2 separate regions of the Muntiacus reevesi genome follow, and region 2 is linked to region 1. Evidence: chromatin contacts called from public Hi-C data. All regions are on one chromosome and are shown on one strand. The core of a region is the stretch at or near the end of the contact, and the rest is flanking DNA. Distances in the headings are between cores, read along the strand shown.

What was found. Hi-C and Micro-C count contacts between places; a contact is called where the count stands out from the background.
Region 2: a Hi-C map of blood shows a contact between it and region 1, with 4 times the contacts expected there. The contact joins the promoter of PIP4P1 here to the promoter of TOX4 in region 1. A contact is called at or near these places in 2 of 3 Hi-C or Micro-C datasets (blood and muscle).

Annotation. Positions count from the first base shown.
Region 1 is chr7:24,965,678-24,968,794 of mMunRee1.1, reverse strand. It overlaps TOX4 (TOX high mobility group box family member 4), which reads left to right and starts at 1,704. Exons shown (of 10, transcript XM_065941437.1): 1 at 1,704-1,843; 2 at 2,055-2,123. The coding sequence starts at 1,838. It overlaps RAB2B (RAB2B, member RAS oncogene family), which reads right to left and starts at 1,632. Exons shown (of 8, transcript XM_065941439.1): 1 at 1,385-1,632; 2 at 1,075-1,146. The coding sequence starts at 1,430.
Region 2 is chr7:25,797,820-25,800,917 of mMunRee1.1, reverse strand. It overlaps PIP4P1 (phosphatidylinositol-4,5-bisphosphate 4-phosphatase 1), which reads right to left and starts at 1,510. Exons shown (of 7, transcript XM_065940753.1): 1 at 1,244-1,510; 2 at 711-901; 3 at 241-347. The coding sequence starts at 1,385.

The DNA.
Region 1 (3,117 bases), core at 455-2,954:
CACAACCCCTTTGCCTGGCTAGTTCCTGCTCATGCTTCCATTTTCAGCTTTTCCTGATAGATGTGGCAGCCTCTTATCCCCTTTTGCAATAGTAATTTATTCATTGATATCTGCCCCCAGCCTCACCTCACCTCCTACACTGGAGCTTCAATGTAGGCACGTTTGCCTTGTTAAGCAATGTATCACTTAGCACCTAGCACATTGTGGTTGTTCACAATAGTCATTTACAAAAATATTTTCCTGTTGATACCAAATCCTTTTCTAACCACTTTAGTTATTTGGCTCTGAATCAGTATTGTGGGATCAGTAGTAGCTTCAGATTTCAATAATGTGGGTCTTGGAAGTGGCGATATAGTAAGAATGGGAGCTAGGGATTTTATTCTGAAACTGCACCTGCATGGCAAGAAGACTAGTTTTATGTACATAATCTTTATTTGGGTTGGAGTTATGCAGATTATGGGGAATGGGTTGTTAAAATTCACTAACAACCCATTGTGATAGGTCATCCCATATCACAAATTTGTGGAAGATGTTCACATTTCCCACGATTACCAGAGTGTTGTTGTTGTTGTTTTTTTTTTTTACCAGAGTGTTTTTGAAACTCATGATTATCATATAGTTACCAGTTTCATGTACCTTTTATTCTAGGTCTGGGATGGCTCTTCCATTTGCTTCCTCCTCTCCAACACACACACACAAAATCTATACGGTAGTGATTACTTTGAAAAAGTAATGAGGTTCACACTAATTTACCGCAGAGTAAGGCGAGTTTTTTAATTAACATATGTTTTCATAGGATTTTACATAAACATACAAATCACATTTGTTTTAAAAAAAATCCTAAGGCAACTAACCCATACCTCACGGTCATCTCTAAATCTAGGCACCTTTCAATTACTTACTCCCCATTACACTACTGCCCATTTCTCAGCATTTAGTCACTCTTCACTTAGCATAACTTTGGACTAACCCCAAAATAGGGAGACATAACTTTTCTACCCCGAACACTAAAGCTGCTAACTTTCTACTTATTCAGATTTCATAATCTATTCTAAGAGAGGTATATGCGCTTACCTATTGTGAGGTCGTGGACAGGTTGGAACCGCTTGTCTGTAAACTGCAGGAGGAGACATGACTTCCCCACACCTGAAAGAAGACGACGCGTGCGCTAGGAGTTAGGCAGCGAGAACAGACCAGTGTCGGGGCGTCCAGGACTGGGGAAGGGGGGCTCTGGGGAAGGGGAGCCCCGAGCCCCGCCCCCGGCGGCCCGCCCCGCCCCCGCTTCACTCAATCGCCCAGCCCACTAAATGAGCCCCGCCCCCAAGCCCCGATTTGGGTGTTTCGGATCCCCGCGCCAGCTTGAGGATTGTCGCCCGCGGGTTACCTGTGTCTCCGATGATGATGTACTTGAAGAGATAAGCATAAGTCATGGTCCCTTTTGCTCTGGATTCCGGGTCCGCCCGACTTCTACGGCCACTTACCTCCGGCCTCTCTAGCCGCTCAATCTATCGACCTCCGGCCCCTCTAGCCCAGTTAACGTCTCTATTGCTCCCCCTCGAAATCCCGTTTCGGTCGGAGCGACGGTAATACCCAGATACCACCTCCGGGGACGCCTCTAACACTCCTACATGCCATTATCCCACCAAGCTCCAGGAGGCGGTAGCTAGCCTTTCAGTCCGCTCGGCCTTCCCGGGCCTGACTCGCAACAGCCCAAGGCGCTCCTTCCAATCAGCGGAGAGCGACGCACGACGTTGCGGAAGTGACGGCAGTTCCGTGTCCTCTGTAGGGGCGGTGGGAGTGATGAGTCCACTGAGATCCTGGTAGCCGTTGTGTGAAGATGGAGGTAGGCTCCTGATCGTTAAGAAGGCTGGCGAGAGAGCGCAGCTAACGGGGTTGAAGCCGAAGTGGGAAGCCGGGCGGAGCGGCGGCAGACGGGAGGGGAGAGAGAGCGGGGTTTGGGGGGTGTTGTCATAATGTCTGGGTCAGAATCCGTCGCTCCGAGCTAACTCCCTGCTTCCCCTAACTTATCCCCGCGGCTTTCTTTTGGTTTCCAGTTTCCCGGAGGAAATGACAATTACCTGACGATCACAGGGCCCTCGCACCCTTTCCTGTCCGGGGCCGAGGTGAGCATGAGTTCCTGACGCTGCGCGGAGTGGGCGGGAGGCAGCGGTGGGGTAGGGTGATGGGGAGAGAGCTAGGACGCCAGGGCCCGGGGGTTGGGAACCGGAGGCTGCGATTGATGTTTGGAGAAAAGTGGCAGCTGCCTTCAGAGCCTATGACTACGCGGAAGGCCAGGAAGGCTGCTGTCATTAAAAAAAAACAGGACGCTGGTAAAAGCTAACCTATTTTAGAGCGATTCTGTATTGGAGTATAGAGTGAAATTGTCTCCTTTCGTGGAGGAGAAACAAGTACAGTAATGGGAGATCGCAGTAGGGAGAGAACGTTTCCGCCAAAGAAATCTGGGAGAGGGCAGGAGTTTACCTAACATTTTAACTGTGGAATGTGTTCATTCTTAAACCGTACTCTGTTGAAGGGGTCTGTGTTTCATTAAAACTTCCTACTTAACGATTTTTAGAAAAGTTACTGGTTATGTTTACTTAGAGTGTTAGCTTGTTGTGCTAGTGAGAGAATGAAAGGAAATATTTGCGAGAAAACATGGGAGTTAAGTAGAACGTGCATTTCTGTTTGCCAGTGCCTCAGAGTTTGGGTAGGTTACTTCACCCTTGTGTGTCTGTTTCCCTAGCTGTCAGATAGTTTTAATAATAGTTTCTTACTATGTTGTGAAGTAGAAGTAATGATCATGGTGAGGTCCTTTAGTGTTCGTGGAAAAGGTTTAATTGAAATGTCATAAATATGTATGATTTGTTTAGACAAGGCAATAGAAAAGGATGGAACAAAAATAAATTAAGTCTTTGAGAAACTGAAATCTTGAACTTTCTACTGCCTTTTGAGAATTTTAAATTGTTTTAAAACTTGGCATAAACTATTTGATCACTTTTTTGTATCAAGAATTCTCAATTGTTGTTGAATGAACTTATCCATAGGGTCGCAAAGAGTTGGACAGGACTGAAGCGACTTGGCACGCATTCATCAACTTATCCTGTAACAAACCTTAAT
Region 2 (3,098 bases), core at 261-2,760, 830 kb before region 1:
GGATAATTCACCCAGTCTCTGAGACTTTCCATCTTCCTAAAGATGGAGTAGTCTTTTATCCTAACCTTTTTACTGAGACAAGAAAGATAGCTATAATGTTCTAGAGACACAGCAGCCCTTAGCTTTTTCTCCTAAGTAAACACCAGGCCCTCTCATCTTTACATTCTCTGTAAACATTCATCCTTCTTAGGCTTTCCAATTTTCCCCACTAATGCCCTTCCCCAAATTATTCCTCCTCACCAGTAGGGCCGAGGGCAGGCAATCCGCTGGGAAGTCACTTTGCAGATAAGGAGACAGTTGCAGGGACATCGAACATATTTTTTCCCTGGGGGTGCATTCTTGATTGGCTAGAGAATAATGGGGACATCAGTAAGCAAATCTCTAATTCCAATCCCTGTTCTCCCAAAAACACCTTCTGAGAAGAGATCAGAGAGAGAAAATCTTAGCCAGGACGCAGAAATGAAAGGCATATAACATGAGATTTACAAGCTAAAACTAAGCTTAAGTATAAAGACAGGTATGAAGATGAGGAATGGTACATATTAGCCTGGTGAGTGGCTTCTGGGGAAATGGTGTGTGAGACTCCTGGAACTGAAACCTGGGTTTCATGAAAGGTCCTTGGCCAATGCCTGAAGGTCTGGGTCTAGAATCAAGGGACTAGAAAGAGGATCCAGAAAACAGGGCCCGTTTCATAGATGTGTGTAACTCACAGTGGCTTCATTGCAGACGCCACATTTGACTACATGCTGATGCATCTTGCCTTCCACGTTGATGAGAGACTGGCAGACTCGGCAGGTGATCATGGGAGCACTCCCACTGTCCGGGCTGGTCAAAGGTGAATAGGGGGGTGGGTCTTCCCCAGGCAACACGGCCGGGTGTCCCTCGGGGAACGGGGGAAATGCTGGACAGGAAGGAAAAAAGAAGGGCTGGCATTACTTGAAGACACCCCCACTGATGCTACACGCAGTAAGGCAACTGTTTCTGGTCCTCAACCCTTCTGACAAGCTCAGCGTGATTGTTATGATCAGTGCTTCCATCAGACCCCTCAGAGCTCCCTTCTGCTCCCAAGCTGCGGTCTCGATTGCAGAGAGAAGGAAGCCTCACCCAGTCACAGGTGCAACAGCCCCGCACCTGGCGCTTGGGCCCCGCCTCCGCCCTCGGCCCCGCCCCCTCCGCCTGTCAGAGTACCCCTGGGAACACCTCGGACCCCGCCCCGGCTTACCCTGGGGCGGGGCATGTTTACCGGCTCCGTACGGTGGTGCGGAGGGGGTCAGGCCTCCCCCGGGCCCAGCCCCACTCCCGCCCGGCCCCACTAATCCGTTTCCACCGGCGCCACCGTCGATGGGCTCGGAGAGCAGGGGGGATCGCTCTCCATCTGCCGCCATGACCGCCACCGCCGCCTCCCACTTCGGCCAAAGATACGGCTCTTTTCGCCTCCGCCGTCACCGCAGCCACCGCCGCCGCCGCCGCTACCGGGTCCCCAGGGCGCCTGCGCGCCGCGCGCCCAGCTCGCCCCGCAACCAGTGGCCTGCCCCGCCCCGTTCCGCCCCGCAGCACGTGATAGGCTATCCCCGCCCTGCCGTGCTGTTATTGGCGGAGACTTAGCGATTTCTGGTCCTGTGAAGGCAGCTCTTGTTTTCCATTGGGAAGCTTGGCGCCAACGTCAACTGTCACATGACTTTCAGGACGCCGCTGGGCCTGCAAAAACTGCACGTGACGAGAAGTTCTTCGAACCATTGGAAGCGTGGCCCATCGCGCTACCTCCAGACCAGGAGGTGGGGCAGGGCTGCTTCAGCTCACTGGTCACGTGTTTCAGGAAGCCGCCTGTGATCTGTTGGTACCCCCAGAGCCGGCGCACAATCATTGCTCTTCATTGGTCCGAAGACACCACTAAAAGACTTTTCTACTCTTTGCGGTTATGGTTGGCCTCTCATTGGCTGGAGGATTCCCTTCCTGGGCCTGCGATCTTGGGGCGCAACTTTATTGGCCCGAACTTAGCCCCAGAACCTGGGGGCGTGGCTCAAAGAGAGGCGGTGAACGCCTGAGGAAGAGAGCGCTGTTGTGAGCACCGAGAGTAGAAAGGATAGGCAACAGTTAGCCGCTCTACTCGAAGGAATACCTCTGAAAAGTCAGAGTGAAGATATGCCAGGAAGAAATGGATTAAAACGGTAAGATGTTTACCCTAGTCTTCCTCGCTGAAGTCACCTCGAACAGGACACAAGACCGGCTTCTCCAGAAAGCTGCCTTGCAGAATCCACCCTTCTAGCGTCACCGGTTAAATTGTGAAATTTTCTTTACATGAATCTGTTTCTGTCACTACAGGGGTGTCTCATCGTTTTACTCGGTTTTCTGGCCCCCAGTTGTAAACATATATGCGTGATAAGAGTGTTTTGACTGAGTTACCAATCAAGTCCAAGGATATTTTTGTTCGTGTTTGGCGTAGAGACAGTCTTTAGACTTGTCTCAACTTCACCACCAGCCACGAGACTGCTAACAGAGTTTATTCTAACAAGCATAGGAAAAGATCTTAAGCAGCTCCTGTGTTAAAACATACAGCCAATCCACCTAGCCATTCTCCTGTTCATCCATAGTCATCCAACCTCTACTTGCATAGCAAATAAGACTACTTTTCAAATCTATCAAGGTCATCCATTTCTGTCTGGGTAGCCAGACAGAAATGAAATGTGTAGAGTCCCCTCCTGTGGCTTAAAGGAACTTTTTGTTTCAACTTTGTTGAGGATTCAAGGTTCTTTCTGTTGTGGGTAGAGCAGGTACAGATGGACAAAGTTATTATGCAATTATTTAGAAGGATTTCCTTAATCATATGAATGCAGGGTGAGTAGACTGTTACTCTGGGATTGATGGTGGATGATAGAGTAAAAGTGAGTCACCTTAAAGAGAATTTGTTTCACAATGTAACTCATTTCCTTTAGTTAACCAAGTGCGGAATGGAAAGACCTCATTGTCATAGAAGGGAGTACCCAGAGATCAAAGGAAGTTGGTTCAGCTCATACTCTTGGGAAATAGCTGACTGCTTTGAACAGGAACATTTTAGCAGATCTGTTAACCATAGGGGCTCCTTGACAGAGAATAATTCT